Regions from separate parts of the Mus musculus genome. Here region 1 is linked to region 2. Evidence: chromatin contacts called from public promoter capture Hi-C data. All regions are on one chromosome and are shown on one strand. The core of a region is the stretch at or near the end of the contact, and the rest is flanking DNA. Distances in the headings are between cores, read along the strand shown. Region 1 overlaps Dlg2 (discs large MAGUK scaffold protein 2). Region 2 holds the start of Ccdc83 (coiled-coil domain containing 83).

Evidence for each region. Promoter capture Hi-C pulls out the DNA fragments that hold promoters and counts their contacts.
Region 1: a promoter capture Hi-C map of hippocampal neurons shows a contact between it and region 2, with 2.9 times the contacts expected there. The contact joins the enhancer-like site here to the promoter of Ccdc83 in region 2. A contact is called at or near these places in 9 of 39 promoter capture datasets (the 3T3-L1 cell line, cranial neural crest, embryonic stem cells and 5 more) and 3 of 484 Hi-C or Micro-C datasets (embryonic stem cells and nephron progenitors).

What each region holds. Positions count from the first base shown.
Region 1 is chr7:91,439,004-91,444,495 of GRCm38.p6, forward strand. The region is part of intron 1 of Dlg2 (discs large MAGUK scaffold protein 2); the gene reads left to right. Among named protein-coding and RNA genes, the nearest start is that of Gm24552, 200 kb to the left of the region's middle. Within about 2 kb of position 4,033, at least 42 of the 459 cell types and tissues checked have an H3K27ac peak or open chromatin away from gene starts, as enhancers often do. A contact at or near this core is called in hippocampal neurons, where this site is marked.
Region 2 is chr7:90,263,884-90,268,714 of GRCm38.p6, forward strand. Ccdc83 (coiled-coil domain containing 83) reads right to left here and starts at 1,549. Exons shown (of 11, transcript NM_183293.1): 1 at 1,441-1,549.

The DNA of each region.
Region 1 (5,492 bases), core at 2,783-5,282, 1.2 Mb after region 2:
TCTTTCTTTCTTTCTTTCTTTCTTTCTTGCCTATTGAGGGGAAAAAAAAAAACAAATAGTCAAACTAATTCATCTGGAGTATGAACCCAATTGTTCCCAGTTCTTGCTTTATGTTAACTTCTGCATTCCTGACATTTTAAATTTAGTAGCCACTGATAATATATAATTTGTTGAATGCATGTCAGTCTCTGAGTGTCACAGAGGAAAGAAAAGGAAATGGATACCTGGAATACACTTGACATAGGCACACAGCCTTCCCGAAAGAGTCCAGGAGATGTGCTGGGTTCAGGTGAGGATGTGATTTCATTCTGGGATATCAGATATGGTTGGAAGGCTTGTGCATGAACCAAACTAACTCCATATGTTATTTCTGAGCATATGTAATAAATATAGGCAGAGGATGCAAGCATGACCAGAGAAGATAAGAGTCCTTTACATTTCAAAAGAAATCGAAAAGCACCTACTGAACGTGTAGAGCAGTGTTTCTCAACCGGTGGGGGCACAACCCTTCTGAGGGTGAACTGCCTCCTTCACGGGGTCACCTAAGACCACTGGGAGAAACAGATGCATTACAATTCATAAAGAGTAGCGAAATTACAGTTAGGAAGTAGCAACAAAAATAATTTTATGGTTGGATGTCAGCACAACATGAGGAGCAGCATTAGAGGGACACAGCTTTAGAAAGGCTGAGGACCACTGTTTCACAAGATGAAATCACATCCTTGGCATGTTAGTCTGCCCGTGTTCAAGTGGGTTTTGTGCTATTTCCTAACTGTTCTGAAGTGTCTATTATAGCCTGGTGGATGTCAGCTACCACTAATACTGGCAAGGCCTACCTAAGATGCACTAGGAAGGGTCTGCTTTAATACTTGTACCTGTTTGACATTGATACAAAAATAGGCAAATACTTAGAGTCCCTAGGTATGTGCCAGGACTGAGGACTTGAGAAAAAAATGTACGTGCTTCTTAATAAATGCAGTCATTTGAAGCTATATTATATTAATGCCAGTCTCAGAAAGACATACACCATATTTTTCATCATTTGTTGTTCTAATATCTTATATTGATGTATAAAATCATGTATTGTATTATAAATGAAACCAGGGGGACAATTGCAGCGGGAGGGAAATACAGTAGTCTAGGAGGCCACAGACTCACTGTGTAACACAAACTTGTATAAAAATGACCTAATATAACACAGTGCTGTTACAAAACATTTATTCATATTATCTCACTGGTTTCCTATAGCACCAACCACCATGCCCCAAGTCTGATTTTTATAAAGTGTGAATGAGTTTCATAGTTGCCCAAAGCCCCATTGCTTCTTAGTGGTGGAAACAGAATTGAATCCCAGGACACTGAGGCACAGGGATTTGTCCTCACATTTTTAATCCTATCACTAACATGAACATTTCCTCTTTCCATGGGCTTCCGGGGAAGTGTCAGCTTGTCTCTTCCATGGTGCGTGCTTCTCACTGGTGCTGTAGACTCACAGCTGGTGGACTGAGTCAGACAGAGACTGCCCACGGGATCTTACTGTTCTCCAATGAATCCAGTAGCAGGGAGCCACGGAGTGTTACTCAGATAGTATTTGAAGTTTTGCTTCCAAAGGGCAAACTAATTGCTGGGCTCTTTCTGAAATCATCACTTTGATGGCTTAGTATTGGAGCCACTTAACGTCAAAAGCTGATCCCCCACAGTCGTCCCACAAGTAGTTCTTCCTTCCTATATTTCTAACCTGGCAGTGACTACCCTGGTCTCTGAGGTTCATCCAGTCCCAAAATTAACTCAGCTGAACTTGAATGAGGATTTCATAGGGCCAGAGCTGTCCCCTTGCACAAAATACACTGGGCCTTCTTTCCTTCAGCACCAATCCTTGATCATGCTTAAATGTTCTGTTTTCTGAACTATTTTATTACCCCAAATAATACATATAACTCAATGCATGGAATTAACAGTAACCTGGAAATAGCCACTAACAGCAGATAAATATTTATCATCTCAGAATTTTGTTCTTCCTCCCATACACTTAGGTATGTTTTTGCATGCTTATATGAGACTGCTACTCACCTATATGTGACCTGATGAGTCTAGAGAAACACTCTTTGAGATGGCTTCATCTACGTGGTATCTGTTTCTTGTTGCTCTAACTTGGTGCACGAAAAGCAGGGAACTCGTTCTGTTCCCTCCTATGTGTTATCTTTTTTTCTTTCTTTAAAATCTCTATGCTCCCAGAAGCACCAGAGAGCACTCCCTTCAGGGTCTTCAGTAATATTATTTTCCTAACACATTATTATGGTACCTGACATTTAGTAGGGGTTCAGTAAACTGTTGTGTTTGTAGGCATCCAGACAGATTGACTCATAGAGGAATGGAAACAGATTAAGATACTGAGGAGGAAAAGGTAGAATTATTTCTCTAGTTTCTGCCACTTTTAAAATCACTACAAGTCATTTACAGCATCAAATGCCTTAGAAAAACAATTTAGGCTACCTACTGATTATACACAAGGGTATAAAATATCTCCTAAGTCGTTCCATGTAATGCCACTTGGCAGATTCCTGTGATATAGGCATGTTCCTACTCTTTCAGTGAGTCGTAGAGACTTTAATGAGTTTCCCAAGATTATGTGGTAGGTGATGGACTAGGAGCTATCCAAATCATCTCTTCAGAACATGACTCTTAGCCACTACTGAGATTTTATGAGGTTACTTAAGTTCAGTGGCCTCAGGAGTGGAAGGATAAGAATTCAAATAATTGTTCATATTTCTCTTCTTATTGCTGATAGAAACAGCTGAATGAAAGTTTACTCTCGGGCGGGAGGGGGGCTACACTCTTTTTTATTTCTATAACAAAGCTGAAAACTGCAACGTTCTTCAGATTTCATGAAATGGGGGAGTCACCATTTGTCCTGAACCTTAGTGCGCACCTGGAATACAGTGTTGTATTCAACTCCTCTACTTTTGTGAAATAAACCCTGTTTCTTTTATGCATAACTGTAGTTAAATGACGCTCAGAGATACTCAAGAACTTCCCAAAGGTCTCCCAGGAGGCAAGTGTCAGAATGGAAGTTTGGACTCATGTTTCCATAGCTAGAACAGACTTTTCCTCGACCATGTTGGGCTGCAGCTTGCTGTCTTGAAACATATTTTCACAGTGTATTTTGAAGATCCTCTAAGCCTCTTTCCTTCACACTTGGAAATCAGAGTGACATCTTCTCTGTCCAGTTCTGAGAACTACCTGAGAAAAGACCATTTAAAATTAGCCTTTTAGTCTAAAAAATAAAAACAAAATCAAAACAACAACAACAACAACAACAAAAACCTGTGTGCTACCTATGTAGATTTAATTCACAACACTGCACCTCAGACTGGGGTTCCATTTTGATATAAGTCTTAGTTAGGGTTTCCATGGGTATGAAAAGACACATGACCAAGGGAACATTTAAATGGGGACGACATTTAATTGAGGATAGCTCACAGGTTCAGGAGGTTCACTCCATTATCATCATACCAGGAAGGCAGAGTCCAGGAAGGCATGAAGCTGGAGAAGGAGCTAAGAGTTCTACATCTTTATCCAAGGAAGCCAGGAGCAGACCGGCTCCCACGAGGTTAGGGAGGTAATCATTGCCCGCCCCTACAGTGACCTACTTCCTCCAAAAAGGCCACACCTACCCCAAAAAGTTACACCTCTTAAATAGTGCCACTCCCTGGGCCAAACATATTCAAAACATCACGACATATTCAAAGAAATCAGGTCTGTTTAACTCTTGGGTGACTCCCTGGGTGAATCTGGCTTCCCTTGAATCTGGACCCAGCTCAGGAAAAGACTGTACTCCTGACTGGGCTTCTAGAATCTTCTCTGGACAGATGGAGGGCAGCCCAAAGTAACAGTAGGGTCTCTCTTGATTATTCAAATCATCAGTGCTTTAAAAAGAATCTTGAGAGCCGTTAAATATTCATGAAGGCATCCTTGCTGGCAGCTTCTCCATTGTAGGTAATTACAGAGGGTTTAAAATATCTGACGTTGCTTGGAAGCGCACAAAGCTCTGTCAGCTGCAAGCAGACAGCTGATTTGTAATTTAATTAACATCCTGGCTCATCCTGTTCTCTGTGGCAAAAAGCAAGCTAGTATTTCCTTTTAGTCGAGTGTTTGTCTGAAAAAAAAATTCAAGCTAAGTGCCTGGAAGAGTGGGTCATCTCTCACTCCAGTGCTCTTCTTGCCCATGTCCTGCTCCAAATCTGATTAAAAAAAAAAAAAAAAAAGAAAGAAAACGTCTTCTTCTCAAGTGTTCACTGGGCTAGCCAACATGGCTGCCTGTGGGTTATTTTCTTAAAGGTGCAAAGGCGAGAGAGAAAGAGAGACAGAGACAGCATCGGAGACAGAGAGAGGTCAGTAAGCTTTGACCTACTTTTTCCCCCCAGGTCTTTGAATAATAGATTTGCAGACAGACTGGGCCAGACAATTCATTCAACATTTATTGCGAACCCACTTGGTATCAGGTACTGCAATCAGGGTTGAACAAAAACAATTAGGGGCCTTCTTCCTACACACGTGTCAGTCCATGGGGCAAAGAAACATCACGAAAATGATCACAGAAATGTTGCCCCCCTGAAAGATGACAAAGGGAGGAGCAGTGCAGTGGAGGATGAAGACACACGAGAGAAACAGTGAAAATTATGTAATATCTGTCTCACTCTTTCTCTTCCCATATTCCTTCTATTCCTTTACATCTGAGAAGAAAGAGAAGCCTGATCTAGTCAAAGTGCCATTCAAGAATTTAGTTTAAATTAATAAAGTGAACATACAAAAAAAGAATCAATGAGCTGACCCATTCACTACACTGAGGAGTCTTTATCTTCTCTTTCTTCTGCTCCTTGTTGTCAGCCACCACCTTCTATACCCAGCCCCCACCTCCACCCCCTGTTTTCCCCACTTGTTTGTTCCTGAAATGTAGCAAGGTGAGAAGGCTGCAGCAGGTGCAGGGCGTGGCTGGACACAGGTTAAGGGTCACAGGCCCACCAAGAAAAATAGAACGGAGCTGGAAAAATGCCAGCTCTCTACTCACAGGCCTCAAATAAGTCAAATATCTACAATGATCAGACTTTATGAATAACACACACCCCACTTAACACGCCTGGCAGTTCTGCTGAACTGTTGGGAGAGGAAATAAAAGCCCATACTTTTCCAGAGTTCATTTCTTGAGCCTGCTTCCTTCTCCCAGCTGGTTATTTTCTGTGTTCTGAGTTGAATTTACATATTTCCTAGGAATCATCACTTCCTTTGCAGATTTGTTATTTATTTCATATTCTCACTGACTCTACACTTCTTCTGAAATAGGTTTTTCCTGTTTGCGAAATAACTCCTTTTTCAAAGAAGTTTTCTCTCAGCAAAGTCCCTCAGCCAACTGACTCTGGAGCGTTCTGGTTGAACATTATGGGAGATAAAAGTAAAGATTTGCTTTTCAACCCTTGGAGAGCTTAGGTGACAAA
Region 2 (4,831 bases), core at 299-2,798:
ATTAGCTCAGTGGTTGAAAGCACTGGACCTGGGTTCACTTCCCAGCACCCAAGTGGCATCTCACAGCTCTCTGTAACTCCAGTTCCATGGCTTCTGACACCCTCAGACAGACATCTGTGCAGGCCAAACACCAAAGGATATAAAATAAAAATAAATTATATATAGAAGAAATATTATTTTGCTTGTGTGTGTAAGCATGGTGTGCATGTGTTTGCATGTGTGTAGACATGTGTGGGAGCAGGTGCATGTGTACAGGTCGACAGTGGATGTTTTCTTTAACTGCCCTCTGCAGTGTATGTTGAGGCAAGGTCTCACACTTGGACCTATAGCTTGCTAACTCAGCGAGTCCAGCTAGTCAGTGGGTTCTGGGATCCATCTCTGCCTCCCAGACACTGCGATTCCACCATGCCCACCGTCCCAACGTTTCTATGGGCACTGGGGATCTAGAACCTGGTCTATATACTCACACAGCTCACATTTCCCCACTGAGTCATCTCCCCATCCCAGCAAAATTCTTTGGAATTCAAGTGTTCATTTATGCCAGGAACGCTTTTTGACCTAGAGAAGGTTTTCTGTCTCACTAGAATGCACTGTTAACAGAATCAGAAATGCACTCCAGCGTTAAAACAAAATGAAGTTGATTTACTTAAGTCCTTTTACAAGTGGTAATTCCATCTAAAATTACTTTAAAATCCTTCACACGTCTTTTCATATAGACTATATATATGTACATAGTCCCAAATAGTGTGAAAATGCAAAGCTTATTCATTTTAGAAAAGTACCATTAAAACCGTTTGTTGAGATCTATGTGTTTAGAAACATGTAGATGAATGACATTGTCACACATCTTTTGGAGGTATCAAGCTTTCCTCAGCTTGGGAACCACTGGGGACACTAGGAGAAGGAAGGAGAAGTGGAACCTCTGATTCCCCACTAAGTCAGTTCAGCACAGGTTTTGGTCCTGTCTGACCCCCAGTTTCTTTCTCCATCTTTTCCATCTCGTTTCAGAACTGTTAAGAGTATTCATAAAGCTTTGAGGAAATTGTGGAGTGGTAGACAGCAACACAAAGGTCTACTTATTCTGTGAGGTTGGGACTCCAAGACACCAAAGGGATGCTTGAGTCTTGGGATACTACCAATCATTATAGATGCCATCACAGCCTCCGCCCCCTTCCGTACTGTGTACCTATAAACCTGTAACAAAACTTAGTATAAATTAAAGATTAATAATACTGGAATAGAACAGTTATCAGATATGACAAACGTTACTTAAACAAAAATGCTTATTTCAGGCATTTTCCATTTAATACCCACCCCTTAAGCCCATCCATCACAAAGATCCTCAGGTACCTGAAACTGATAAAGGGGGACTACTGCATCAGAGGGCTGGGCATCTACTGAGTTAAGAGACTGCGCTAGGACACCCTGAAGGTTACAAACCTTTAAGTTTAGGGCGGCTAAAACCAGGCAGGTATCCCTGTCTCCAGAGTGGTGAAAGAGGGGCACGGCTTGGAGAACCCTTCTCAACAGTTCTTAACCGCTCAGGAACAACGCTCCGAGGGAAAAACCAGAGGGCGCGACCCCAGGCCCATCTCGTGTCAGGGCAAATCAAGAGGAGGGCGTGTCCGCTGTAGTGGGGGAGGGTTCCTATAAAGTTTTGGGGGCAGACTGAAGAAGTCAGAGGTCACACAAGGATGTTAGCTTTCTCCCAGTATCGTCTCCAGCGTTTTCAGGTGAGAATTCCGGGTTGTGGGCTGGTGGTTCTCAAGTACAAATAGCCCAAAGCACTCTCCCTCCCTCCCTTCCAACCCCATCCGGGTCACTTCCCGCTGTTTTCAAAGCGACTGGCATCTTCATCTACTATCCCATTCTGGTTTAGGCACCATGGCGATTCGCGCGCGCCACCTGGCGGGCATATGAGGAATAGTGCGGGTGAGGGAGTGCATGCAGAGGTTAGGGCAGTGGTCCAGTCCTTTCTTCTTTTCCCCCAAGGCCTCTCTCTCCTCTTTTCGAATTCTCTGTGCTTGGAAGGTGGTGTATGTAAATAGGACTCCAGCTTTGTGCGCATGCCTCGCTCGGGTCATTGCAAGCTTATATTTGCTGATATAAAATGACTCCTCTGTGATTTCAAAACAACTCCCCGGGTGTGGGAAGGGGCAGAACTCCTGTGACAGAGGTGCTCTGCTTTTCTGTCTGCGTTTGTCAGCTTGGTTTAACTCTTCAAGTGCTCACAGGGCAACTTGAGGCACTGAAGTCTTTGCATCTGTCTTCTCATTTTACTTTTAAGCGTTTAACAAAGCAATATAGTGCAGTTCAGCCTCATCCTGAAGGCAGTCTATTAAAGCCTCCCATTTCTCTCATTACACTCCAGTAATTTTCTTTTTTTGGCCTGGGAAGTCAGAAGCCAGGCTCTTTTAGGCCTCCGACTCACTTCCAAGTGATCTAGTTGGCTTAAAAAATAGATTAAAACATAGTAAGGAATTTTTAAAAACCTTTTTTGGTTCTTTGTGAATTTTACATTATGCACCCCAATCCCTCTCATTTCCCCATCCATTCATACTCATCCTTGGCCTTTGTAACCTCCCACCACACAAGATAACAACAACAAAAAAATTACAATTGAAAAAAAAATCAGGCCGGGCAGTGGTGGTGCATGTCTTTAATCCCAGCACTTAGGAGGCAGAGGCAGGTGGATTTCTGAGTTCCAGGACAGCCAGGGCTATACAGAGAAACCCCATCTCGAAAACCCAAACGAACCAACCAACCACACAAAACAACAACAACAAACAAACAAGCCACCTGCCCTCCAAAAATGCCTAGTGGAAGCTGTAGTGTATCACAGCGTGTTATACATCTTTACTTGCAACGAGTCGTTGGTCTGGTTGGAGGCTACTGGCTTTTGCTACACTATCAATACTGGGTCCTTACTGGGACTCCTCTTAGATATCCTGTTGTTGCCCTGTGTCATGAAGAACCTGCAGCTTCGGGTCAGCAGGGCTGGTCACCCCATCCATATAGCGATGGGAAAGCTGTTGGGTTAGATTGAGGATGAGGCGTTTAAGGTCAGCCTGGGCTACATAGGAAGATCTGGGTCTGACTGGTAGCTGAGTTGGTGAACTCACCAGCGTCCGGAAACCCACACCATCAGGGCCAGCTCTCCAGCACTGCTTCAGCGAGCTCACCCAATGCCACAGCCAGCAAGGGGCAGGGTCAGCTCTCCCACCTGCTACAGGTGATGGGGGTGCATCTCTCCTCACCTACGCCACTGCATAGCAGACAAGGGGTGGGGCCAGCTCATGCTCTTGGCTGGTGGGGCTCTAGGTTATAATTTTTAAAAGGTTAATACATTACTATTATATTAGTGACCTAATGAAGGAAGGGAACTGAGGGAGCTAGTTAAGAGAGAGAGAGAGAGAGCGCTGTCATCCTGGGCTACATTGAAGACTTTGTTATAGAAAACCAAACAGAAGAGCAGGTGAGCCAACAGGAGGAACTAAGCTGGGTGTTGTGGCACACACCTTTAATCCCAGCACTTGGGAGGCAGAGGAAGGCGAATTTCTGAGTTCAAGGCCAGCCTGGTCTAAAGAGTGAGTTGTCGCGCCCACCTCAGCCAGCAAGGAAGACACAACACGGTCGGATTCTTCTCAACAGCCTCTATTGCAGGAACGCCTCGATGCTGCTACGGGGACCCCGGGAACCCAGGGAGGACTGCTTATATACACCCGAGCACTGGCGAGGGCTATGTGTCCTCCTGGGATTGGTCGGCCTGTCGACACTTCATTAGCATTCACCTGCTCGGGAGGGGTTGGCACCAAGTGGTGACTAGTGCAGGCGCAGTAAGGGTGTTTATGGCCATGGTGTACTGGAAACCGGTGCCATCTTTTAGGCATCGGCTGCCTACATGAGTTCCAGGACAGCCAAGGCTACACAGAGAAACCCTGTCTCAGAAAAAAAAAAAAAAAAAAAAAAAAACCAAACAAAAACAAAAAACAAAACCAACAAAACAAACAAACAACCTCCTGAGATCCTAGTTTCAGTTCACAAACACACATTACACAGCCCCACTTACCCCGTCCTCTCCTGCTGCTGTGCCTCAAGCCCCAACTTGGGCAGACTTCTGCTGCCCAGGAACAGGCCGTGACCGTTTAAAGAACAGGTGCAGGCCAAGCCAACCAGAAAAAAAGTCGAAAGGTGAACTCAGACTGAGACGCACTCCTAGAGCAGATATCACAATAGACACCTGAACTGCAGATAGGCAGCCTACCAGAGGATATCCTCCACTCACTCAGTGACCCTGATCCTCATTCCTGTCCTCCAACTCCCCCAACTGGGGCAGAGACCTCTTGTTGCACCAAAGACCAAGCTAGGCACGAGAATTCTAACCCCCAATTTGGACAGATACTCCCTATTGAATCAGAAGTCATGCTGGCCAACAGAAATCTGGGGCACAAAGACCAGAAGACCAAAGAGGAAAAAGAAAACTAAACAGGAAGAAAACATCCAACAAAGATAAACTCAGAAATCAGCACCTAGACCTATACTCATCCCCAAACCAGACGTCTAAACACCAGTGTAAGAACACAACAGCCAGTGTATGGCACCACCAGAGCCCAGCTGTCCTATGACAACAAGACCTGACTATTTCAACACAGCTGAAACACAAGAAAATGACCTCAAGACCAACTTTATGAAGTTGATAGAGGTTCTTTAAAAGGAAATGCAAAAACAAAAACAAAACAAAAACAAAAACAAAACCCCCAAAAAACAAACTCCTAAAGAAATCGAGGAAAAGACAAACAAAAAAATTGGAGAAAAATCAGTATATCCCATA